Linked DNA regions of Mus musculus: region 2 is linked to region 1. A link is a contact called in public HiChIP or PLAC-seq data. All regions are on one chromosome and are shown on one strand. The core of a region is the stretch at or near the end of the contact, and the rest is flanking DNA. Distances in the headings are between cores, read along the strand shown. Region 1 overlaps Gm30657 (a long non-coding RNA gene). Region 2 overlaps Med13l (mediator complex subunit 13-like).

Region 1 (7,253 bases), core at 2,556-5,055:
TTCATAGTTTCTATTCACTGCAAATGTCCTGAATACACAGAAGGTTGAGGCGGGGGTTTCCTGGAGTTGTGTTGAAGGCCCAAAGGAGAAGTAACAATGACAAAGTATTCCAGAATTAGATAGCAAGAATGATTGTGCAATCTTCTGAATATATTAAAAACCACTGCATTGCACATGTATATTGGAGAGCTACTTGTGACATATGAATTTTAACTCAATTGAAAAAAAAAATCAACCATTTTAATTCCACAGGCCAGGTCATCTCACATTCTTTCCTGTACAGCGATCTGTTGTTGTAAGTATTCTCAGCCGTCCATTCTCTTGTTAGGGGCCCTTTGTGTCAGTTGCTCATCTGTCGAGCTTCCCCTGGCATGGATTGCCCTGTCTCTGTGTGGTGGTGTCTTCAAGGAGCCTCCTGCAGAGCACGGGTGCAGGATGCAGGGTCTGGAGCCTGCTGCGCAGAGCACAGAGCACGGAGGCGGGGATGCAGGGATGCAGGGGGTTTTCTGTATCTTCTGTTTCACAGCCTGGCTTTCTAGAACTCCTTCCTGAGCCTATGGAGACCAAGCAGGGAAACAGCTCTGCCGCCCCGCTTGGCCCTGCGAGCCCCCTGAGGTCTCAGAAAATAGGGCAACCAGAAATGGAAAACAAATCTCGCCAATCAGGAGGTGTGCTGCTCTCCCCACGCTGGTGCTCAGAGACCCACTGGACGGCAGCAGGGCCTCCCCCATCAGAAAGTATTAATGAATATTCACAGGATTCATTAAACATTTCCCCGCGTGGCTGAGCAAAACAGTGCAGAAACCCCCAAGCCATTAACCAAAAAAAAAAAAAAAAAAAAAAAAAAAAGGACCGAGAAATATTACAGGGGCTGGGGAGCCTCCGGTGAGAAATTGATTTTTACTGTTGAAACTCAACCTAGTTGCATGGTTGCGCTGGTGTTTCCGAGGGGTCTGTGTCCAGGGTCTCCATGACTCTGAACAGCCAGTCCTATTTGTGGAAGCTCTCTTTCAGGTAGTCGCAGACACACACTACGGTGCCAGAGCCACAGCCATGTTCACGTGACACTTCTGAGAGTTGAGGGTTTCTCTAGGAACCCCCTTGTTGGATGTTCTTGGTTAATCGGTAGTACCAGTACTGTGTGACCCCACTTGACATAAGGAAACTGAGGCATGTGGTTACTGGCGCACTGTCCCAGAGTCATTGTACTGAGAACAGACCAATTTGTTCTTGATGCTTTGATTGGCCGAGAGGCCTCCAACAACCACAGTGGGGCAGTCCAGCATGGGCCCATCCCCCAAGTGAAAGCCCAGTATAAGAGTACAGTAGGTACAGGCCATCAGAGGAGCCTCTGGGCTCCTCTCTGTGAGTGCAAGTCTATAAGGAACCCAGGAAACAGAAAGCTGTGTGCAGAGTGAACCCCTCTCATGTCCAAAGGGATGAATGACAGTCACAAGCTTCAGAATGACTGGGACAGTTGATGGAGAACATTCTAGAAGGGCCAAGTTCCCAATTACCTGTAGGGGGAATTTGAGGATATTCCACTCCTAACAGCTCTAACTGTGGCTACCTGGAAGTGATGGACACTCCCTTCCAGGACTCTGAGTATTTTACCCTGAATAGAGAGGAGGGGAAGGAGGAGGGGAGGAGGAAGAATGGGAAGAGGGAAAGAGGGAGTGGGGAAGGACAACTGCCAAGGACCAGCCTCAGCTTGGAGAGGGGTCCCTGAGAGAAGGGGTGTTTGAGAGCGGCAAAACGAGCAACTCCTCGTCAAATCATGGGTTACGAACTGACAGCCTGAGTTCTGCTCAAGCCAGGTTGCTCTCTTTACACTCTTCTTTCTCTAGAGTTCTCCAGAGAGCTCTCTGCTCCAGACAACTTTCTTGCAATTCTAAAAACTCGCCGGATAGCTCATTTCTTGCAGATCAAAAGCTCAGTCTTGAACGTACATATCGATCCACTCATCAACCCAGGTTCCCTTTTGAATTAGCATCCCAGGACCCCAGCCCCTTGATTCTTAGAAAGAGACAGCAAGAGCCAGGCTTGGTGGTACATGCCTTTAATCCCAGCAGAGGCAGGTGATTTCTGAGTTCGAGGCCAGCCTGGTCTACAGAGTGAGTTCCTGTTTGTTTGACAGCCAGGGCTATACAGAGAAGCCCTGTCTCAAAATACCAAAACCAAAACCAAACAGAGAGAGAGAGAGAGAAAGAGAGAGAGAGTGAGAGAGAGAGAGAGAGGAGAGAGAGAGACAGTAGAGAGAGAGACAGGAGAGAGAGAGGAGAGAGAGAAGAGAGAGAGAGAGAGCACAAGCACAGACAGGGTTGGGACCCTGAGTTGAAATTAACATTTCTATCACATCTAGCACTGGACCTAAACTCCTGTCCCAGGCTGACCTTGAACTGAGGAATCTGCCTGTCCTTATATCTTTCTGGCTCATAGTGCAGCTGCCTCTGTTCCTTTAGATCCACGAAGCTCCTTATACACTTCATATAGTATCTTTGTATTTTGCATAGTTGAGAAATTATATATTTTCAAACTCAAGTTTTCAGCGTTCTTTCCCACAGCCTTAAGGGCTGTCCTGAAGGTCACAGAGTTGAACTGTTTTGCTGAGATGTAGAAACACCCTCACCTTCTGGACTCCTGCTGTTTCTGACTACCCTGGGGTTATTGATCTTGGCCGAGAGGACATTCCTCAAAGGAGGAATGTGAAAATATGTACACTATTATACACAAACAAGGCTTTACCCACAGCAATCAACAACAGTTGTGGGGGCCTATACCCTGCTGGCTCTGTTCCAGGGGCGGGAAGCCAGGTCATACTGTCTCTTACATGGCCAACCTGAACTTAGCAGATAATGATAGCAGCTTTGAATTGAGCAGCCACCACGTGACTGAAACAGACTCAGTGGGTCTGCTGAAGGGGCCTGATGGCTGGCTCCTCTTCACATAGAACTTCAGCTAAACATTCTCCAAGATGTCTTCTCAGTCTCATATGGCCTTTAAGCCCCCATTTTATGACAAAGCAACCAGGGTTCAGCCAGAGTCTGGCTTGGGTTGGTCACCTACAGCTACACAACACATTCCCTGGCTGTTTCCCTGGAAGCCTTAGGAGCCACAAGGCTGGGATCAAGAGAGATGGTTTTCCTACCTCAGATGTCTGAGAAAGTCACAGGCTAGAGGTGACCTCGAGTGACCATAGTAGGAAGGAAGACTTTGTGGAGCCTGGGCTCTAAGTGTTAGTTACTTTCATGACCCAAAGCAACTTGAGAAGGAATGGCTTTATTCTAGCTAGCAACTCTCAAGTCATAATCTATCACTAAAGGAAGTCAGGATAGGAATTCAAGCAGGGCAGAAACCTGGAGGCAGCAGCTGATGCAGAGGCCATGGAAGGGTGAGGCATACTGGATTGTTTTTCATTACTTGCTCATCCTGTTTTCTTATATAGAACCCAGGACCACCAGCCCTGGGATGGCTCCACCCACAGTGGGCGGGGCCCTCCCTCATCAATCACTAGTTAAGATATGCCCCTACTGATGCAGGCGTCTTTTCAGTTGAAGTTCCTCTTCCCGGATAACTCTAGCTCATGTGAAGCTGACAAAAACCTCTGATTGAGCAGCCACCATGTGATTGAAACTGATGGGGCTGCTGGCTTGTTCCTCTACGTAGAACTATGGGATTGGCTGACTGTGCCTGACATGTCACGACTGCTGCTATGACCCAGAAGAGCAGGCAGAAGAGGCCATGGTGAACTGAGTGACCCAGCCCTGAAAGTCTCGCTTTGCCTCAGCCACATCCCTTCCGTAGAAATGACTCACTAAGGGAAGTGACTTAAGGCCATCATTAAGGAGAGAGGTGAGGGCTACGCCTTAGACACAGGGTTTGTGTGGGCATCAAAAACACCCCAGGGCTCCAGTTCTGTAACTGGAAATGGGTGAGGCTCCACCCACGGATGCCACTTCTTGCTGTGGGATGCAGCAGCCTCTCCCTCGATCTCTTCCAGAGGCTTGTTAATTACACTGAAAAGCAGAAAAATCATGTGTCCAACTATAACAGATTTTTTTTTCCCAATTAGATTCTCTTATAGCACAGGCTGACCCTGAATTCTCAGGCCTCCTGCCTCAGTCTCACCAATTCTGGATGGGATGGCAGATGTGTAAAAACATATGCCTTGGCTTGGGAAAACTTCAATACATGTTGGAAACAAGTTGAGGGAGTGAACCTATTCTCCCCTTAGATTTCACAAACTCTAAATTACATCCAGCATTTCCAGGGAATATTTACTGCCCAGATTGGATTTTGAAGTCAGTGTGAACAAAAGAGAATGAACCAACACATTAATGTTCTGAGACTGATCCCATGCGGAGTTGGTAATATTTATAAAATGTTGGGTTAAATAATAAGGTCAACTTTTTTGTTGTTGTTTTGTTTTTTGAGACAGGGTTTCTGTGTGTAGCCCTGGCTGTCCTGGAACTCACTCTGTAGGCCAGGATGGCCTGGAACTCAGAAATCCACCTGCCTCTGCCTCCCAAGTGCTGGGATTAAAGGTGTGCGGCACCACTGCCCAGCCTAAAGTCAACTTTTTTTTAGAGGAATATGTGTGCTGGAGGTGAGCATACCAGGCATGTAAGTGTGGAGGCCAGAGGTGGGAATCCAGCATCTTCCTTTATTGCTCTCTGCCTTTCACTTTTATTATTTTTTGATTATGCATAGGTTGGTGTGCCAGCCTGTGGGTATCTGCACAGGAATACAGGTGCATACAGAGGCCAGAGATCCCCTGGACAGATCCCCTTGGAGCTGGAATGACAGACAACTAGGAGCCACCTGCCATGGGTAGCAGGAACAGGTAATGACACCATCTGTAGGTGGTATACCATAGATGTACAGAAGGCACATGAGAGTGTGTGCACACATGCACACGTGTGTACATGTACATGCACAAAGAGTGGGCTATACAAATGGAAGGCAGATGCATACTCGGAACCTGTCCGTGATTCCTACTTCTCAAGCATCCGTTTAATGCTGCTTACTGCTTTTTTGTTTCTATAACCTCTTTATTGACATTTAATCTTTGCACCCTAACATGCATCTCTTCAAATGCAGAGTCTGAAGGTCTTTAGCATGTTGTCTTTAGCATGCTGTGCAAGTTGTGCACGGATTGAACTCTCTTACCCTGCAATGGTTGGAATGAACCACCAACTTGACAGGATCCAGGGAATCTCCCAGGAGATGACCCCTAGGCATGCTTGCAGGGGATCATCTTGATTTTGTTCTCTGAGGTAGGAAGACCTGCCCACTGTGGGTGGTGCCATCCCCTGGCTGGGATCCTGGACTGTATAAAAGCAACAGGGGGCTGAGCAGTGGCCTGCACCCATAGCTCTCTGCTTCCTAACTGTGGCCGGATGTGAGGATGTGATGTGACCAACTCCCTCAGGCTCCTGCCGCAGTGACTTCCCAACCGTGATGGATTGTAACTTGCAACTCTGAGCAAAATAAATCCTTTCTCCCTGAAGTTGCTTTGGTCAGAGTATTTTATCACAGCAACAGGAGACACCCATCCCCAGGAGTAGCTAACCCCATTTTCCAACCTTTTGTGCCCTGCCAGTTAGGCTCCTGCTCTCTGTGAAGAATTCCCTCCTCATGTTTCCCCATCCCCATGCTCTGTGCCTTCATCCCCTGCCTGGCTCTGTCTTCACCTCTGATGATAGACTCTCAGCATCCTGATCATCTCTGCATCCCTCAGAGCTGATGCTGTTCCTGGTCCCTGGTGCGGACTCATTGAAATCAAGCAGATGAGGATATAAATGGAGAGGGTGCGGATGGGGCTATGGGCTAGGACCCGATGATACCACCTTTGGGGAAATCAGATCTGCTTGTGCGGAAAAAACATCTCCTTAACCATGAGGGGCGGAGAGGATGGCAAGGCTCAGGAGTCAAATGGACTTACTTACTCAGGAATTCAAACCTTGCCTCTGTTACCCGCCAGCCAGGCAGCCCTTGGAAATCATTTCCTCACCTTTAAAATGGGTAGAGTTCCTCCAACATTGTGGGGTGGAATGGGGATGGGGAAGATGGAAATGATGTGACAGGGATACCTGCTTGGGTGATTGAAAACTTGTGACACAACACATACAAATCAGATTCACATTTTTTTTTTAATTTAAAATTTCTATTATGCTCTCTCTCTCTCTCTCTCTCTCTCTCTCTCTCTCTCTCTCTCTCTCTCTCTCTCTCTCTCTCTCTCTGTGTGTGTGTGTGTGTGTCTTTGTGCAGAAGTCAATTCTCTGCTTCTACCATGTGAGTTCTCAGGTTGTCAGGCTTGGCAGCAATCCCCCTTACCCACTGAATTGACATTGTAGGCAGCCAGAAGTGATCGTGAGCCCCTGAACTTGGGAAACAGAGGCGGGGGGGGGGGGGGGCACTGTTTGTAACCAGCCTGAACTCTAGAGTCTCACAAACCAACCATCACTTCAGGTTTTCGCCATTTTTTGTTTTGTTTTTTTGTTTGTTTGTTTTGGTTTTGGTTTTTTTGTTTTTCTTTGGTTTTTTGAGACAGGGTTTCTCTGTGTAGCCCTGGCTGTCCTGGAACTCACTTTGTAGACCAGGCTGGCCTTGAACTCAGAAATCCGCCTGCCTCTGCCTCCGCCTCCTGAGTGCTGGGATTAAAGGCGTGCGCCACCACGCCCGGCTTGGTTTTCACCATTTTTAAGAGTGTAACAACACCGGTAGTTTGCATTCACCCAGCTGTGTGGATGCGGGTTATGTGTTCTTCTTCACCCTGCAGGGAACCATCAGGGGTTGTGTCTTTGGGGGTGTTTTTGGATTTTAGAATATTTGCAAAGACACAAGGAGGGTGTCAGTCATGACTCAAAGATGCCTCACTCACACTGCCTCGCATGAGACTGACTTTGTTAGAGGCTTTTGGTGTGCCTGCTTTTTTGCTGTTGTTGTTTTATGTTTCTTTGGGATGCTAGGGATGGACACAGGGGACTTGCATCGCCTGCCTTTGGATCAAAACCCCTCCCATGAGGCCGCACTGAGGTTTCTGTCATGCAGCCTGCAGTGTTTTGGATCCTTGATTTGCAGAGTGATTACCTCTGGGGAGCTCTTCCTGCTGCCGCTATTGTGCCTCGGGTCCTTCTGGTGTGGATCTTACTAGGCGCTGGCATGCTGTGCTGTACACTGTCTGAGGATGCCAAAGGCACTTCAGCCTGTGTGGGACGGTGAAAGGCAGCCTGGTTTCTGGTTGAGCTAGG
Region 2 (7,253 bases), core at 3,408-5,907, 230 kb before region 1:
CACATGAAGGTGGGCCTCACCCTCCCCTTCACGTGACCTGGGGGAGCACAGTTGGAAAACACAAACTCTACCTCTGGGAAAACTCACACGATGAAGCCCCCAAATTCTTAGTGCTATATAACATAAAGAAACCCAAACTGCTGTTCCCAAAAATATCACCTCAAAGCTAGGTAAAACAAAAAAAAAAAAAAAAAAAAAAAAAAAAAAAAAAAGATTTTTTTTCAATGTGTATATATTAAAGTCAGTTCTCTCCTTCTACCGTGCAGCCTGCAGACTCTAGAGATATAACTTAGAGCATCGTTTGAGTACACCAGCAAACACTTCACTAACTCATAAGCAATTAAAGTCAAAAAATGTTTCAAGGGATATTTATTAATAAGATATGGGAACAGGAGCATTAATGATAAACAAGACAAGCTCCATCCCTCAAAAAGAGCCTCCAAAGCCAGGCAGTGGTGGCACAGGCCTTTAATCCCAGCACGGGGGGCAGAGGCAGGCAGATTTCTAAGGCCAGCCTGGTCTACAGAGTGAGTTCCAGGACAGCCAGGGCTACACAGAGAAACCCTGTCTCGAAAAAACAAAAACAAAAACAAAAAAGCCTCCAAGTTCTAGGGGAGATAAGTTCAACCCACCATGATGCAACACCTCGATGCAAACAAGCAAAAGTTCGATGCTAACTTAAGCCAAGGAGGGTGCTGTTGAGACAGATTGGCTGTTGAGATGGCTGTAACCCACTGCTCTATGCCAGAACCCATGCTGGATTCCTAACACCCACTTCCAGAGCTCACAACTGCCTCGAGTCTCAGAGAAGCACCAGCATTCACATGGACATAACTAAAAACAAAATGTAAAAGAAAAACAGGCCAGCAGAGCCTTCCCCGAAAGCTATAGCAGTGTGCGCGCGCGCGCGCACACACACACACACACACACACACACACACACACACACACACACACACACATGTCTGAACCTAAGCCAAGTTCCTCTTTTCTAACCATGCCTCCAAACTACTCCTTATTTATTATATGTCCCCTTGTCCTTACCCACACAAAATGGGGACCCAAACACCCACAAACTGCTACTGATCTATACTATACTTCTGCTATAAATGGCAATGTTCAAATGAACGTCCCATACAATAAGGAAAACTAACCTTTGGGGCATTGGACAAAATGAAGTCACTCCAGCTAACTGCCATATAATGCAATTAATTTTTAAGGAAGGAGGCAGGTCTTAAGGTTTTTCCCTCAGTCAGTGCAGAAAGAACTGTTCTTCGTTTATCTTTACCACAGAAAGCAACCTCAGCCCTATGTCAACTGGTGAGCGCTTTCCTGCCATTGGGCTGACACACTCCCACCTTACAAAACTCGTATTACACGGCCCACAGGAGCATCCTCCCATTCTGGACCAAAACAGAAGCTGCCCTGATTCATGATCCATGAGCAAAGCCTTGAGCTGGATAACTCCATCTTTCAAGCAAGAGTGGCTGGAGGTGACCGTGGATACAGGAGAGCTAACTGTCTCAAAGAGCAAGGTATGAAGAGAAGGGCTTCTGGTGTGCGGTGACCTCTGATGCCCCACAACTGCACTGAATGGCTGAATCCTACCTTGATGAGGAATGAGTCCATCTCTAGTGTACTAGTGACCATCGGTGGTTTTGGAAGTCCAGGTAATTCTACCACAGAAACAAGAGCAGCTGCTCCATGAGAGACTCCAGGCATTGTCTCTCACACCTGGTCACATCTGCCACAAAAGCTAGCACTTGTCTGCTGTAACTTCAACAGAGGCACACTGAGAGACAGCTAGCTACACAAAGGACGCGGCCACTGGCGGAAGCACTAACCAGTTAATCCTCTGTCAGCCGTGAAGCGCCTGTGGGAAAACAGTGCTAGTTACAGCAGAGAGAGAGCAGGAAGCAGAGGCTGGGGCAGAGCGTCTGAAATTAGGCCACACACGCAAGAAAAAAAGACCTGGAATTTCTCTGCACTAATAAATATTTCCAGTTGTGTTTGCTGAGAAACTTTTTGTGTCAGAGTGTAGCAACATAAGGGCCATCTATGTCCCTGATTAACACAGTCATAGAGAAGCACACACCACTGCCAGTTGGGAACATTAGACTTCCAAGGCCAGTTTTTGTCTGTGAACAAATGTCAATCAAGCACGGGAAAGTGGCGGCGACTCCTGGGGGACCTGCCTTCACTCTGCCAGCACTACAGCAACAGCCTGTCCGGGAGGCACTGTGAGAGGGCCCACTGGGAGGCCTTCACAAGACTGAGGAAGGGCTCTCTAAGAGTTGTCTGTGTGCACTCAGCCATCCATGATGTCTCCCCCCTCTGTAGAGTCACTGTCACCACTACACTGATTCCCAGTCACCTCATCTCCAATCTCCACTTTCCTGGAGACAAGCTTTGTTCTGACGGTGAAGGCCATTCCAGTTTCTCAGCCTGCCGATGCTGACCCACACTCTGCCCTCAGACTGGGCTCTCCTGACTCCACAGCCCCGCACAGCCCTTCTGAGAGCCACGCTGGCCTTCAGTCCTGGAAGAAACATTCTGCATCACCCACCGACAAAGCCTGCTGTCCTTTCTGTCACCAATCCTGTCGCTTCATCCACTTCAACTCTTTCCTACTTCTCAAACCCTGGTCCAAGGCTGGAGTGTGCGTAGCATGTTTCTGGCCCTTGTGTTCAATCTCCAAAGCAACAACAGACTAAAACATTAACTAACCCTCAGTTCAGAACAGCACTTCCCAGACAAGCCCACGCAGTCTCTCAACTCTTCTCCGCTTGTGTCTGTGAGTTTACTAATGTTCACGCCTCCTTTTCACCAATAACCTAAAACTCAGAGTGAACAAACCAGCTTGCTGTCAGTCATTCCTACATCCCATGAGGTGTGGTGTGGTGTGGTGTGGTGTGGTGTGGTGTGGTGTGGTGTGGTGTGGTGTGGTGTGGTGTGGTGTGTGGTGGCTGTACACACTGGGGCTTGCTAAACTAACACACCTCACCCAGTACAAAGATCCCCAGAACTGTTCAGGGCAACCCTCCTTGCCAATGAACTGGAAACCTAAGAGAGGGACTCTGACAGGATCAGGTTTTACATCCAATGACTTCAAGAATGAAGACAAAATTCTACATATATGAACCCAGTGGATTTATGTCAGAGAAATAATACCATTCTCTATCTAGAATTCAATCTTTAAAACTAGACTAGTCTCTAAACACACAACAGATTAAAAATCAGTTTATAAAAGTAAAGAAATGGCTCAGAAAGAAAACTCGGACAACAGAGAAACTTCCTGAAAGGAACAACCAGTTGCTGGATAGGACAGCACCTGAACTGTCTATGAGAACTGAGCGCTGCCAGGGTGGGGCTGTAGCAGGTAGCAGGGAAACTGAAGTCATGTTTTATACACGGGAAGGATTCCCAAATACAGCAGAAAGCAGTTACTGAGTTTTTAGTGTATCCTGTTAAGGACCTATACTACTTTCTTCATCAACAAGGCAGGCTTCTTTTTCCTATGGTGCTGCGTGGATCCGAAGGCTCAGGCTTTTCCCATAATATTTATACTTTGAAAACCTTGCTCTCTAAGTATGCACCATCTCTAAAGAGGACTTATTTTGTGCAGACACTGAGTCTGCGTGTCCTGTGTTGAGGTAAGACTGGAGATGGACACAAGTCTAGGACAGCAAAGAGCATGGCGCACCAACACACACAGCACGCTGCTCACCGTGCTCCCCTCTTCTGGTCCTCAGGGTCTTCCCTCTGGCTCACTAACAGCTGCAGTGCTCCCCTCACACTTGCAGCTGATGGACTGTGCCCTAGAAAACAGTCCAGGAGCTGACAAGTTTATTTAACAGTACTTCTCCAAAGAAATGGCACTTCCCCACACCTGAGAACCAGCTTATGAAGGTTTTTGGTTCTGGTTTGTTTTCTGTTGTTGTTGTTGTTGTTGTTGTTTCTGAGATGGGGTTTTTCTGTGTAGCCTTGGCTGTCCTGGAACTCACTCCATAGATCAGGTTGGCCTCAAACTCACAGAGATCCACCTGCCTCGGCCTCCTAGGTGCTGGAATTAAGGGTGTGCCAAAACTGCCTGGCTATAAAGATAATCTGAATACTTTCCAATGTTATCCTGCATCCAGTTTTATACGTAACATGACTGTTATATATAATCTATATAAGCTACATGTATCTACCCAGTCTCTGAGCACCGTCCCGTCTACTGTGATGCTCTGTCAGTGGTGTAACATAAAACAGGATGAGAATATTGCACTCACAGCTCAAAACAAAGAAATGTTTGTTTATTATACAGCCTGTCCGGGGTCAAAGACTTCTGCAGTGACGAGACTAAGTGAGAGCAGCCCAGACTCGGCATAGTTCCTTAACCACAAACACAAGGTGGTGGGGGGGGGGGGGGGCGGACACCACGGGACAGACAGACAGACAGACAGACAGACTCCTGAAGAACACCAGCAGAAGGTATACGGGGTGGCATTTAAGTATCTGCTGAAAGAACATGAGCCAAAGCGGTGGCTCCTCAGATAAATGCGATCAGACCTGGTCTTCAGAGGAAACAAACAAATACCTCCAAGAAATGAGTCATGAAGAAGGCACAGACTAGAAGAAAGACCAGAACGAGGACTTCCAGTGCAGGCAGTAAAACCAGGAAACTGTGCTAGAAGAGAGGAACTGGGCAACTGTGAGGCACTGAGACATCCGAAGAAGATAGGCTGTCAATGCACACGTTTTATTTTTGTTTGTTTGTTTGTTTGTTTGTTTTCCAAGACAGGTTTCTCTGCATAGCCCTGGCTGTCCTGGAACTCACTCTGTAGACCAGGTTGCCTCGAACTCAGAAATCCACCTTCCTCTGCCTCCCAAGTGCTGGGATCAAAGGCGTGCACCAACACTGCCCAGCAGTGGCCATGTTTTAAAGAAATTAAAAGACAGTTTTCCCAGCCATTCAGAGAGCCCAACATAGTAGACACAAGAGACAGATCTGAGAGCTGTGAGTCCTACGAGTTACAAGGCAACATGGTTCTTATTCTAAACTTTAAAACCACATTAATCATACAATCATTGATCTCAACAGAGGAAAAAGTCTTTGTTGTTGCTGTTGTTCTCTCTTGCAGCTGTGTAATCAAATAGTGGCCTGAACTACACCCAACTCACTGAGTGTGTTAAGTGATAACCTGACGACTCAGCAAGAGATTCGTTTTCAAGTCTCTCCAAAACTCCCATGTGGATCCAAACAGCAGGCTCCGTCTCAAGCACATGTACTGCTTCCTTGTCTTCCTTGTCACGGCCGCTCTGGCCTGGTGGAGAGCTCACCAAACACTCAAGTCTGCTACTGCCCACCACTTACGCTCAGGTTCAAATACTTTCCCACCAAAAAGAAGCTGTCAAAAGCATCACGTGGAGGCTGCCAGCACTTCCCTTTGGATAACTACACTCTGCGGCACACAGACCTCAGTTGGCATTTTCTCTCCACATATTAAGAACACATTTGCTGAAAGGACAAGCTTTCATGAACCTGAACTTAAAGCTCTGAGCTGGAGAGATGGCTCAATGGTTAAGAGCTCTGGCTGCTCTTTCTTGGGACCTGAAGTACCCACCCAGCAGCCACAGAGAGGCTCACAGGTGGCTGTTACTCAGGGAATCCATGACTCCCTCTGGCTTCCACAAGTATGCACACATATCGTACATAGACAGACAGACATGCAGGGAAACCAGTTGAACACATAAGATTAAAATAAAGGGGAAAGGTGAACTTCATCCAGCGTCTTCTTCTGTAACATGTAGCAGTTGGTTTCTGAGAGAATCCCATAACATGGAGCTAGCACTCACATGCCCGTCACCCACCTCTGCCTGGGCACCGTCAGCCTAAATATCAACACAGAAGGGAAAGGAAAACGGTATCTCCACATCACAGAACAGCTCTGACCTTTAAGACTCTCTGACGGGGTCTACAGGACCTATGCCAACCATGAGGCTACAGACCACACTACTAAAACTGCTGGCTAAGGTTGCTGCAGCTGGGCACACAGCCCTGCTGGACAGTCAGTTCCATCTGGGAGATTGCTCTTAGTTGGGAGGAGGTATCCTACTTGGAGGAAGAGGAAAAATAACACTTATTAAAAAAAAAATCTAATGAGACATCTATAAATCACTCCACACTGAGTTTACATTTACTTCTTATGGGATAGCATAAAATGAACCTTTGCCTTCAGGGAAATCACTTAATAAGTCTCAAAAATCTAAAATCTAATTTACCTACCCACCTATTTATCTATCTCAGCTGAACTTTTCCAGTTGCTATACCCAGTTCCCCATACAGTATGACCTCCAGGTTAGCCCGCTCTAGCCTCTCTGTTTGCAAGGCTCCTGAGCACTGTGAAGGCAGAGAGCAATGAACATGTAATGATGTACCCTGATGCCTGCACACACATAAATGGCAGCTAACAGTGTTAGTGGCAACCTCACTGCTGCCCCTCTGCACTCTCAGAACTCAGTCCCCTTCCCTGTGCCTGTGCTCTATCAGCTAATCAATTTCTAAATCACAATGCGAGACTTCGGATTTATCGCTTATCACTTACACCCAGCTAATTAGATCCACAGACTGAAGATAATCTTTGAAGGCTGATTTTTTTCAATCAACTATATTGAGGCTTTTAAAGCATTTTAAAGCGCATTTTCTTTCTCATCAGTCAACAGTTGTTTCTCAGTCATCAAGTATTGGTCTCCCTTTCTGATTCTGACAAACCACAAGTGAGAAGGCTGGGGACGAAGCAGAGTGGGCAAGTGCTGGCCTACTCCTTCAATTCCCAGTACCACCAACCTAGGCATGGCTGGGCACCCCTGCAATGCCAGCACTCGGGACATGGAGGCTGGAGGTTCGGGAATTCAAAGCCAAGGCCATGCTGGAATATATAAGACCCTGTCAAAAAACAAAACAAAGCAAAAGCTACTTAGCTCAAACCCCTTGCCACACACAGCTTGAACTTCATAGCAGTTGTTCCTTGGACATTTCCCTCTGCTCAGCAGGTCTGGAAATGTTCTCGGCAGCTCCTTTTCAACACTCAATATCTAAGAATGCTTCAGTCAGGGGACAGCATTGGCTCCTGCGTTTCCTCATAGCCACTAACACTAAGAAAGGCATGCTGGCAAACTGCAGTGTATATAGCAGGCTACAGCCCCAACAAACTGCTGGGCATTATGACACTGGGACAGAGACGCTTTGGCCATATATGCATCCCAGA

What was found. HiChIP or PLAC-seq counts read pairs in DNA pulled down with a chosen protein or histone mark.
Region 2: a contact with region 1 is called in an H3K4me3 HiChIP or PLAC-seq map of bone marrow-derived macrophages, with 5 times the contacts expected there. The contact joins two enhancer-like sites. A contact is called at or near these places in 3 of 115 datasets of contacts at active chromatin or transcription factors (bone marrow-derived macrophages, embryonic stem cells and pancreatic cancer cells).

What each region holds. Positions count from the first base shown.
Region 1 is chr5:118,401,048-118,408,300 of GRCm38.p6, reverse strand. Gm30657 (a long non-coding RNA gene) reads left to right here. Exons shown (of 2, transcript XR_878722.1): 2 at 4,711-5,509. Among named protein-coding and RNA genes, the nearest start is that of Gm30657, 8.9 kb to the left of the region's middle. Within about 2 kb of position 3,805, at least 100 of the 459 cell types and tissues checked have an H3K27ac peak or open chromatin away from gene starts, as enhancers often do. A contact at or near this core is called in bone marrow-derived macrophages, where this site is marked.
Region 2 is chr5:118,630,630-118,637,882 of GRCm38.p6, reverse strand. The region is part of intron 2 of Med13l (mediator complex subunit 13-like); the gene reads right to left. Among named protein-coding and RNA genes, the nearest start is that of Med13l, 74 kb to the right of the region's middle. Within about 2 kb of position 4,657, at least 28 of the 459 cell types and tissues checked have an H3K27ac peak or open chromatin away from gene starts, as enhancers often do. A contact at or near this core is called in bone marrow-derived macrophages, where this site is marked.